2 separate regions of the Sus scrofa genome follow, and region 1 is linked to region 2. A link is a contact called in public HiChIP or PLAC-seq data. All regions are on one chromosome and are shown on one strand. The core of a region is the stretch at or near the end of the contact, and the rest is flanking DNA. Distances in the headings are between cores, read along the strand shown.

Region 1 (5,245 bases), core at 522-3,021, 290 kb before region 2:
AGTTGGTAAAGGGGAGTTATGGGAGACACCTGCCTTTTCCTCCCTGGATAGGTGTTACTTCTAACTCCCTGGGAGGTACCTGTGGCCATGGGGCTGCTTCAAGCTCTACTTGAATGTGGAGATGGGAATTCACTGGGAGTTCTTCGTCTTCAGCTGGCAAGTGAAGTTGGATATGTTAGTTGAGTACTTCCTTCTATAGGCCAATATTGTAGATGCCTTATGCAACTTAACTGGTTTAATCCTCAACCAAACCTTGAGGACACCTGCAGCTTAAAGCTGCGTGAGGCTGCACAGCATAGGCAGTGAGAACACTGAGATTTGAGCAGATTTAGGCAGTCTGGTGTCAAGAGTCTAGGTTCTTGTCCCACAGATACTTTGGGATCATGGTCGGGTTGCTGGGTGTTTCGGGGAGAGCTCTGGTCACTTGATCTTTATGAAGGATGGTAAGCTGCAACAGGGTGGAGCATGGACACATTCCAGCAGTTCACCACCAGCATGTGGCCATGGTGTAGGTAGAGGGCTGCTCGTTATACAAAAATAGCATCCTTTCAGCTCTAGCGCTAAACATTTGGATTATTTTTCAAGATTCAGAAAATCTTGGCAGTGCTTCTTTGCCTGCCTGCTTGTGTCTCTCACAAGCATCCTATTTTAATAAATCTATTTCTGGCCTATCAAAAATATTTGAGATTTTCTCCACTTAATCTTTGTTCATTGAGTGTGGACAGAGGTAGAAGAGGGGGGTAGTTAAATGTCAAGGCTGGAAGATTTCAAGAAGAGATGTCAAGAGAACTGCGGAGATGTCACTGACTCTGACATTTGTGGAAGTAGTGTTTGGGGCCAAGCCAGCCAGAAAACATGGAATGAGTGGTGTAAGATGTGAGAGGAGTTGATTAAGGGTAGGAAAGACAGAATGATTTTTGTGAGATGAAACAATTAAGGAAGGGTAGGTGTTTTGCTTCGTTTTTAAGATGGAGAGATGCAGCATTTCCAAAGGCAGAGAGAGAGCAAAACAGTGACGATGGCCTGCAGGAATGGTAATTGGGCAATATTTTGGAGGAGATAGAAAGTCATGTGATTAACATGTCTTTCCCCACCAGGCTAAAATTAGGAATAGGGACTGTTAAAGTCAACTTTTTCCCCCCATTCTCTCCCAAATGTGCAGCGTCAATATTCATAACCGGTTGAATGAAGTTTAGGAGTTTACTTTGGAAAAGAGGGACTGTGTGGAAGAAATTCTGAGATAAAGCGAAGTGGTTTGAGTAAAGCTGAGCAGCAGTAAGGTTTCAGTTAGGGCTTCGTGCTGAGCAGGTGTTGGTGATGAGATTCGTGGCTAAGGAGGACGGGAAAACGTAGGAAGGTAATTAGGGATGGATGGTCTCACCCCTTTCCACCCAGACCAACCTTACTGCGCTGTAACAACGACTCGGTGTAGCGCGGACCCGGGGATGACTTAAAACCGTAGCTGCAACCGTGTAAACGTGCGGCAGATGACCGCACATTTCACGTCCGTTCCTGTAGGGACAGAGTGCCGACACTTCCGAGGTCGGGGTGTGTCAGGTGACTTGTCCACCCGAAATACTGTAGTACACACAAGGTGAGAGACCGCGCCCGGGTGTCCCGGGTAAGGGAGGGCGGTCTTCTCCAGTGGGCGTGGCTCTCAGGGCGGTGCCTTCAGGCTGGAGTAAGACTTCAAGCTTCAAATCCGGGCGCGCACCCTCGTCCAATCAGCGCGCTCGTCACTTTGCGCTGTCCAATCCAAAGCCCGCTTGGTGTCCCCGCCCCTCGCCTCGTGCCGCGAACCGACGTAAACCCGAGGGGCGCGCGGTACGGCCTAACCCGGCGGCCGCAGTGGGGGACGGGCGCACGCGCACTTTCGATGCTCTCGGACACCGGACGCCCCCTCCTCCGCGAACTTTGAACTTGCTCGGCCTTTGCTTCCCGCTACGCGGGCTCGGTGGAGGGGCGGCGGCGACTTGTGCTGATGTGAGGGCCGGGCCTCCGGACTCGGGTCTCGTTTCTGTTGCCCGGTCCCGGGTCTCCCCTCCCTCATACGCCCCCCCGCTCGCGGGCCCGGCGGGCGGGGGTCACGCGCTGCTGACCGGCGGGTCCCGCTGCGGCCCCGCGGATCGTTTCTTGGAAAAACGGGAAAAGAGACAGTGTTTGACGTCACTCTGCTTTTTTTCTCCCGACTGCAGACTTTGTTTGCTGAAGCATGAGGTCCCCTTCGAGGCGGTCGCCTGGAGGACAGCTGTTTTCATGACAGTGTTTTCACTCGCTGTTACCATTTTGAGGTCGTTCGACTGGAGTTTTTACTGCCCCAAAATAAACTCTTTCTCCGGATTTCAAGTTTTAGGGCAAAGATTACGGTAAGCTTTGAAAACTGCTATACCAAATGCCTACCTAGTTGTAAAGAGTGCCCTAGGATTTTGGGGAGGTTTGACTTTGCCTTTGTTCTGCAGCATATGCTTTTGAATGTGTTCACTTATAAACGTAGGCTTCCAGTCGACTACAGCAAATGATATTTTATATATCCACGCCCGAAATTAAAGTAATTAAATGAGTACACTCAAGCATGAAAATTGAGGTTGCTGCTTTAAGCAAAAATCAAGAGAAATCCCAAACATGGTTACTTAGTTCAGACATAGTCAAGGGAAGTATAACATTGTGTTGTGTTAATACTTAAGGTGATTGAGGAGGGCTGGTAATGCAATAGGGACGAGTTAGGGGATTTTCCTTTCTAGGAAAGCTCTAGGAATGTGGGGCAACATGGATGGCTTAGAGCGAGCGTAATTCTTTCTGGGAAAGAGAGACTGGGTATTAGATTGCATCTTGAGGAATCTTCCACTGGATTGTGTTACTGTTTGCATGCTCAGCAAAGCTCTACTGGAGCACTTTAGGTGTGTCGTAAGTGATAGGGGTTGTCAGCTTCCTTAGGGGAGCTGCCATGTATGTTGCTTCATGCAGAGGGTCTTTCATAGTTTGTGTTTGATAATGATTGTTGCACGAATGATCTTTGCTTAATATCTGATTTTCTTGGATTTGAATCCTAAAGAGGGATGGTAACCCTTAAAGAGATTGGTGTATATTTGGACAGGGTGTATGTATTTGTAAATGAATGAGTGACTTAGTAAGCACAAGACTAGATGCAGGAGGCTAGTTGGAAGATTTGTGCAGTAGTTTAAGGAGTGACATACAGGCAAGGCCTCTGCTCTTAGGGAGCAGTCTTTTTAGTGGAAGAAGACAGACCAACATGGACAGTGATAAATGCTGGAAGAAATTAAAATGATCGTGGCAAACCGTGGGGCCACTTTGACTTCCTGATAGGGGGTCACCTCGCTTAGAAGGTGACGTTTACCTTGAGGTGAATGTTGGGAAGGAGCCAGCTGTGCAGGTATTTACAAGCGTATTCCAGGCCCCAAGGTAGGGATGGGTTTGGCTCTTGCAGGAATGGAAAAACTAGTGTGTGGTGAGTGAGGCTGGGTGGGCGGGAGAGGAGGTGCCTCACTGAAGTTGTCAGGAAGGTACGGTTCCAGATTCACATGTAATGGCCCCTTTGCCAGTGGAGAAGGAATTGTAGGGTAAGACTGGAAGCGTGGAGGCTGGTTAGGAGGCTTTTCAGTAGGGCAGGGTAGTTGTAGCAGAGACAGATGTGGAATGATTCAGGGTGTGTTTTCAATGTAGACATGCCTTGCCCTCAGGAATGGGCTCCACTAGATGTGTTTTATTTGGCAACGATGATTTCACTGAATTTAAATAGGTTCACATGCATCTGTAGCTTCACTTGGTCTTAGTGTCTGTCAGTGTGTTTGCGTAAAGGCACTGAGTTTGAGATCTCTTCATTTAAGGCGAGGGCTGCATGATGGAGCTGAGGTCCAAGTTCTGGGCATTCCCAGCAAGTAAGGTGAGGATGGAGGGAGGGGAGAAAGGCTGACTTTCTCAGGAGACAGGAAGCCAGGGGAGAGTTCTCAGCTAAGGAGTGATGGCCTTTGACTTGTCCGGCAGGATCACTGGAGTGTAAGGGGTGAGGGGGTGTCTTGGGAGGAGGAGGAGGAGAGGCAGGGAGGCTTCTTGGAAGTAGCAAGAAACCACATGGCTGTTGGGAGTTGCTGAGGGGTTGCATGTAGGGTGTGTGTGTGGTTTTTGGTCTGAGCACCTGGTGAATGGGGTCGTCATGGCTCCATGGGAACGACTGAAGAGCAAGCTTTTTTGCAGGGGTTCCAAGGAGATGGAATCAAGACTGACGTTAGGGGTGCTTGTTAGAAATCCAAGTGACAATGTCAGGTGGGTAGGGCAGGGCAAAGGCCCCAGGCTGAAGATGGACCTGTCCTGTGGCTTTGGCATCTGGAAGCTGAGGGCAGTCATGCAGAGACGGTGGGCAGGTGGGAGAGACCCAGGAGCATCCCAGGAGCCGTCACTGGCCGGGGTTGCAGGAGAGCAGGAGGCACCCTCCAAGGACCAAGACGCAGTGGGTGAAGCCCCGAGCCCAACAGCTATGAGTCAGAAACCAGGTGAAGGAAGTTTCTGAGAAGAAGGAGTGAGAATTCAGTTGTGTTGGGTCAGAGGGGGAGGTCTGAAAATTGACCTGGGGTTATGGGGCTGTGTAGCAGGGAGGGCAGTGGTGATGTTGACAGATGTTTGGTGGGGTGGTGGCACAAAGCCAGCCTGGAGTGGAGCTGGGTGGGCAGAGCTGATTCCTCCTGGAGGTCTGTGTGGGAAGGCAGCGCAGATGGGGCAGCAGTAGCTGCAGGGGTGGCAGGGTCTGAGCTGGAGGAGGGCTTCCTTAAAGGTGGGAGAATGAGCAGTGTTGAGGGAAAGACCGCAGAGCTGGGGTGCTGGCAGGAGGGGGCAGTGCTGGAATCCTTAACCCACTGAGCAAGGCTAGGGATTGAAACCCACATCCTCATGGATTCTCACTTGGGTTCGTTACCCCGAGCCACAATGGGAACTCCTTACTCGTCCTGTTTTGTTTTGTTTTGTTTTTTGTTTTTTATCTTTTTAGGGCCACACTCAAGGCATATTGAAGTTCCCAGGCTAGGGGTTGAATCGGAGCTGTAGCCACCAGTCTACATCATAGCGACAGCAACACCAGATCCAAGCTGTGTCTGTGACCTACGCCACAGCTCACGGCAACACCAGATCCTTAACCCACTGAGCAAGGCTAGGGATCGAACTCGAAACCTCATGGTTACTAGCTGGATTTGTTTCCACTGAGCCACTGCAGGAACTTCTCCATATTCATCCTTAA
Region 2 (5,731 bases), core at 2,287-4,786:
GGTCTGGAGCCTCAGCTTCTGTGGCCGCTGCTACCTGGTGTTTCACACTCAGGATGCATTTTCACACTGACCAGAGACACTCGAGGCCCTACCTGCACCTCCCAGTTCACGTCTTCTCCCAGCCTTAGGTCCAGACCCAGGGAGCACGGTGGGTGTGGCCCAGTAGGCTTCCTGTCCCTGCACTGCCTGCTTCTCCCCTCATCTCACCCAGGGCGAGCCGCTGCTCACTCACTGCTCCAACTAGGGCCTCTGGCCACTGGAGGTGTGTTTGGCTGTCGCTGCTCGAGGAGGGGGCCGCAGGGACACTCTAAAGCCCACCAGGGCCCAGGGCAGCCCCCCAGATGACGGAGGCCTCCCCATCAGCAGAGACCCTGATGGTCCCGCAGACCATTGGGCAAGTGGGGGTGGCGGCTGATGCTGTGATGCTTGTGGGTCTCGTGGCTGGTTGGGAGGTGTGGCCAGAGTGGAGACTGCTGCTGGTCCTGCCCCATCAGGGGCTCTTGGTCTGAGCTCTGCCTTTCCTTTGTCCACTTGGTCATTCAGTGCCCGTGGGCCAGCACTGACCAGTCCAGAAGGAGATGCTGCAGAGCCCCAGCCTTGAGTCAGTGGCACCCACCTGGCTCCTGCTGTTTCACAATCTTGGGGGCAGCCAGGGGGGTCTCCAGAGGGTCTTCTGTGTGTGGGGAGGGTGCACCAGGTACTGTAACTGTGCGAAGGGTGTGATGGGCATGACGATTGGCCTGGGGCAGCTGCGAGCACCTCCCTTCCTGGGGGCCGTGTGCAGGCTGTGCCTGGGAGGGAAGCCATGAGCTCGGAGCTGCTCGGGTGTTGAGGTCTGAGTGCTTCTGTGTTTGTCGTCAGAGCTCCAAGGGCCTCTCCTTTTGCTCAGGAGCCACTGCGTCCTCTGGTGCGCAGCTTATAGGTGTGGGGCGCCACCTGCTGGCCTCACTGTGGGTGCACGTCCAAGGCTCAGCCTGTGCAGAGCTGGGACCCCTCAGCTGGTGGCCTTTTGGCCCATTTGTTCTAGAACTGAGTGAGGTCTCATGGCCGTGTTGCTAAGAAGTGTGTTTAGTTTAAGCTGGTGTGAGAAGGGCTGGGTATCTAGTTCATCAGCTTTCAGGGGTTTGGTGTTAACACTTGGTTAAGTTTATTTTTACTTCTCTCTTGGGGAAGCCTTGAGAATCAGGGCAGAAACAGAAAGGAACATGTTGGGCTTTGTGTCTGAGGAGGACACTCTGATTTGGTTGAGGAAACCTGAGCCCTGGGGTGAGCCAGGGGCTTCCCTTTGTCCAGGAGGGCTTCCAGGAACTTGGAACCACCCCAGAGCTTCTCAGGGAGCATCCTCTGGAAACAGGGGTTGGACCAGCGGCTTCCTTGGGCCAAGCCTCCCTGATTCGGAAGGTGTGCTTTGTGCAAAGCCCTTCCTCACGTGGCCCCTGGCGCCTCTACCCACGCCCGTGGGAGGCCACAGACCTGTGCAGCTTGTCCCTGGCCATGGGAGGACAGAGGGAGACCGTGGTGGCCGAGGCCCCTCAGCTTGTGGCACCACAGCGTCCCTGAGACACTGTGCCAGGGAGCAGGGGCACAGGGTGGTCTGGCCCTGAATTCGGTGCAAGCAGCCATTTCTGGATGAAAATGGAGAGTGAGCTGACTTCCATGAAGTTATAAGCAAAGCAGGTGCTTACGTAGCAGCGGCTGCAGTTGTGTTGGGTTTGCGACAAAAGCCGGATGTGTTCTTGCTGAGTTGGCCTTGCCTTAGTGCTTGGAGCCTGGTTTATGTGATTCAGGAGTTTTGAGACTTGTCTCGATTTCATTATCTTGGACCGCTAAGTAATGGGAAAACAGTAGAAGGGCCTCAGTCTTCCAGACACATCTCTGGCTGGCCCTGAAAGATGTTTGCACCTGTCGCTGGAGCCTCTCCAGAGCTAGGAGAGGCCTTTCTGAAGCCTACCCTGTAGCCCAGCCCTCAGGGCCAGCCAGCCTGCCTGGATGAGGTGGAGGTAGCTGGCCACCGACTAGGAACAGCGGAGGGACAGGAACATTTTCTTCGCTTCGAACCACGTGAATTCTGCTTGTGCAGCCATTTTGACCTGTAAAACCAGCAATTTCAATTAACAAAATAACTAAAGGAGTTGTGTCGGGCATGTCTTCATTACCAGCTGCTGCAGGGATTAAATCAACTATGAAGTACGGTGCATGGCCTCCCTGGAGCCAAAGCAGCTCCAGGCCGGCAGTTGGGGCCCCAGCCTCACCAGCCCTGCCAGCTCTGTGGTCCCCCCACAGGCTGCCTTGACAAAAGTTGCTCCGTCTTGTAAGAACGGGGAAATTTCACGTAAAAGTGGAAATTTACACCTTTCCTTGAAAAGCGAGCATATCGGCCACACTGGCTTGTACTCCTGCTTTACTCCCCAGGCTGGGGCCGACCTCTGGCTGGGGTCCCACCCCTGCATGGGGCCTCAGCTGCAGGCAGCTTTGCCTGGTGATTGCTTTTAGAGAAAACAATTTCTTCTGCCCTCATGTCTCCACTGTAAAGCTGAAAACAAAGATGGATGAAGAGGGCCATTGGCTCCCAGAAAAATGAGAGGACTTCCTTGTGGAAGTAAGATCATTCTCACTAGATGGGCTGTTCAGCCAGGTGAGTCTGGGCAGGATAGCTGCCCAGGCCCGTGCTTGGGGCAGGGCCACAGTCTGTGGGCTCCTCTCCATCCCTGGATGCCTCGAGAAGCCACTCCGGCTACACTGCAGGTATGGCCAGGTCCAGGGAAGGGCAGGCCCACAGCCCATTCTGGCCCCTGTGCCTCAGCCTTAGCTCATCCCTGCCTACGTCAGCCTGCATTAGGAAAGCATTTCTAAAATGATAGATGTGAACCATTTTCAGTGCAAAAAACGAGCGCCTGATGGTGAAGTGTAGCGGGCGAGGCTCTGACCGCTGGCTGGCCAGGGCACAGGCTCCCCACGCTGGATTCCTGCCACCCCGTTTCAGGCACTGGATCCTACCGTCTGCCTCCTGTTTGTCTCTGCAGGAACATGCCTTTTGCAGACCAGCTATTTAAAAGGTTCCTCCTTGAAGCATTAGGAGATTAAACAATTTTAAGAGCTTCAAATGAGAATGTCTCCTTCAAGTAAGAGAAAGGAGGCCAAGTTGCTGGCAGAAATTGGATAAGGACACTGGGCCATGGGTATAACACAGTGAGTCCCCAAGACGTGTCTTTAAAGCAAGCGAGTAACTCAGATCATCTTTATGCTGGTGAGCTTGTTCCGAACGGTTCTAACGTTACCTTCAGAGCTTACAGGTTATTATTAGTAACATTTTCAAGAGGCTTTTTAAAGAACTTCTCAATGATGGCAAGTCTTCCTTTTTCTTACCTGTTCTCTGAGGATGGATTTGATTTTTGGTACCAGCCAAACTTTGTTTAGAGTCTTCAGATGTTGCTGATGAAGTTCATGATATCGTTTTGGTGTACAGCCCAGGGCGACAATGAGTAAGGCTGGTGTTAGCTGAGCTGCAAGCTGGCCCTGTAGAGAAAGGTCGAAAGGACACAGGGAGTGGCGGTGGACAGAGGGAGGGCCTGGCCTGTGTTAAGACTCCTGCGAGGAGACGTGTCTGTGTGGTGCTTTTACAGTGAGAACACACCCTCTGCTCACGTAGGCTGATGCTCGAGACTGTCCCAGACTGTTCTGAGCATCTGTAGCCTACGGCCTCCCAAGGGAGTGCATTTGAACATGGTCTGTATTGTGACAAACAGGCTATCCTCAGAGTTTTAACTAAAATTGATAAAAATTTTTATGAACCAGTTTTAGCAGCCTTCTAAATAGGCATTATCATTAATAATCTAAGTTTGTTTCGTCTCTTTTTACTTTGTTCCTAAAAATTGGTGTGGTTTGTTCTGGGGGAAAAAAATCCTCTAATTCTAATTCCGAGTGGCCCTTGTTGGGGAGGCTCCCAGGGCTGTCAGAGACACCAAGGGAGGTGGCCGGGGCCTGGCTTTGTCCCCCCACCAGCTCTGTGGCCGCAGGGAAGCACTCGCTCTGTGCCTCTCACATGCGACAGGAGGCTCACGCGTGTGGGTCCCCCTGGCGCCCACGCTTGCTGCTCACTCTCCCAGCCGAGCCCAGGAGGCACTGCACACTCCTTTGCTGCCTGCTTCCTAGTGGCCTCACTGATCTGTTCGGTGTTCTGCACATGGAAGGGTTCGCTTTCTTCTCTTCCCAGCAGAGCTTCCTTCGAGATTTGTCTTTCTCTCAAGGGCCGAGCCCTGGGTGGAGTGGAGTTGGGAGGGAGAGGTAGCTGGAGAGTCTGGTTCAGGGAGGACACTGACGTCATGAGGAGCTGCCCTCACACCTGAGCAGTTACTGCCGTCCTCGGGCACAGTGGTGGGAGAGGCAGCAGCCCTGAAGCCTTGGCTGCTGGAGAGGCTGCCCGGGGAAAGGAAGAACAGAGAAAACTGATTTTATCAGAAGGCAAAGGTGTTGCTGCAGATGCAATCATTTTTGCCGATGCTTTGAAAGTCTCACCCTAGGACAGGGAGAAAAACAGATTTTCAAATATTTAAGGCCATGTGATATGTTCATTCACTGGGAAGGGGGAACCTTTGAGTAGAAGCCAAAATATTCAGCAGGGGCCTTGCTTTGCACAAACTGTGTCACCACAAAGGGATTTACACATACTGCTGTCTGAGGTCACATCACAGCAGCTCAAGGCCACTTGCCCTCACAGACCCACACCTGGGTGGATGTTAGGGGTTGTCTGTCTGGTAATACGAAGTTGTCACCACCTTTGTTCTGGGAAAAACCAGAGAGTGAAGAGGGGGCCTGCTCACACACAGGACGTGGGGCCCACTTCCTTCTCCCCATAGCTGGATGCCCTTCTAAGTGTCCTGGGGCTGGAGGGATAGCCTGGTGCATCCTGCTCCGTTCCAGTGTCTCCAGTAACCTTACTAGGAACAGGTACACCAGACCTGGCTTGAGAACGAGGCCAGTAAGAAAGCAAACTGGAGTGCGCTGAGCAGCCAGAGGGGGCAGGCCAACTTGCTTGTGTCCCAGCAGCTTCGCTGAGGTGACAGAGGGTGGGGTGGCCCAGAACCTTCAGCCTGTGGCGGATGAAGATGAGGATGAACTGGGTGGCCGTGAAGTGACAGTGGACAGTCCCCACAGGAGACAGCTGGGACAGAGGGAGTGCATTCGGGTGAAGGTACAGGCAAGGTCTTGTTCCCATGGCACCACGATCTTACTTCATGGCTTGCCTGAGTGTAATGAAAGGTGACTGTGTGGGTGTGAGCACCTGTACCCTTGAGACAGGAGATGGTTCCTGAAGGAGCAGACAGGGAAAACTCCTCCTATCTGCAGATGAAGAAATGGGCTCTCAGCTCAAGGTTCCAGCCCAGGGGACAAGGTGGCATGTGTCGTTCTCATGAGGGGCCGTGGGCACTGGGCACAGGTGCTGAGAGGCCCTGCGGGGATCCTGGCAGCAGAGGGGAGGCCAGGGTGGTGCTGCGGGATGAGGTCTGTGGCGGGATCCACAAGGGGCCATGTGAGCCTGGAGGGAGAGTGTGGCCCCTGAGGCATCCCCCCCACTGCCCACCAGGAGCAGGCCAAGGGGCCAGAGGGGTGGGGGGACCAGGAGGGGTGCCACCAGCAGGAGGGGCTCCAGACTGCCAGAGGCCAAGAAGCATGTGGGGATCTGGGAACAGGGAGGCAGATGAGAATTTGCTGAAATACGAGTATGTGGAAG

What was found. HiChIP or PLAC-seq counts read pairs in DNA pulled down with a chosen protein or histone mark.
Region 1: an H3K27ac HiChIP or PLAC-seq map of skeletal muscle shows a contact between it and region 2, with 3 times the contacts expected there. The contact joins two enhancer-like sites. A contact is called at or near these places in 1 of 47 Hi-C or Micro-C datasets (embryonic fibroblasts) and 1 of 2 datasets of contacts at active chromatin or transcription factors (skeletal muscle).

Annotation. Positions count from the first base shown.
Region 1 is chr6:96,703,742-96,708,986 of Sscrofa11.1, reverse strand. CEP192 (centrosomal protein of 192 kDa) reads left to right here. Exons shown (of 54, transcript XM_021096019.1): 9 at 2,196-2,366. Among named protein-coding and RNA genes, the nearest start is that of CEP192, 27 kb to the left of the region's middle. Within about 2 kb of position 1,771, at least 62 of the 83 cell types and tissues checked have an H3K27ac peak or open chromatin away from gene starts, as enhancers often do. A contact at or near this core is called in skeletal muscle, where this site is marked.
Region 2 is chr6:96,410,271-96,416,001 of Sscrofa11.1, reverse strand. All of the region lies in intron 5 of LDLRAD4 (low-density lipoprotein receptor class A domain-containing protein 4), which reads left to right. Among named protein-coding and RNA genes, the nearest start is that of FAM210A, 50 kb to the right of the region's middle. Within about 2 kb of position 3,536, at least 1 of the 83 cell types and tissues checked has an H3K27ac peak or open chromatin away from gene starts, as enhancers often do. A contact at or near this core is called in skeletal muscle, where this site is marked.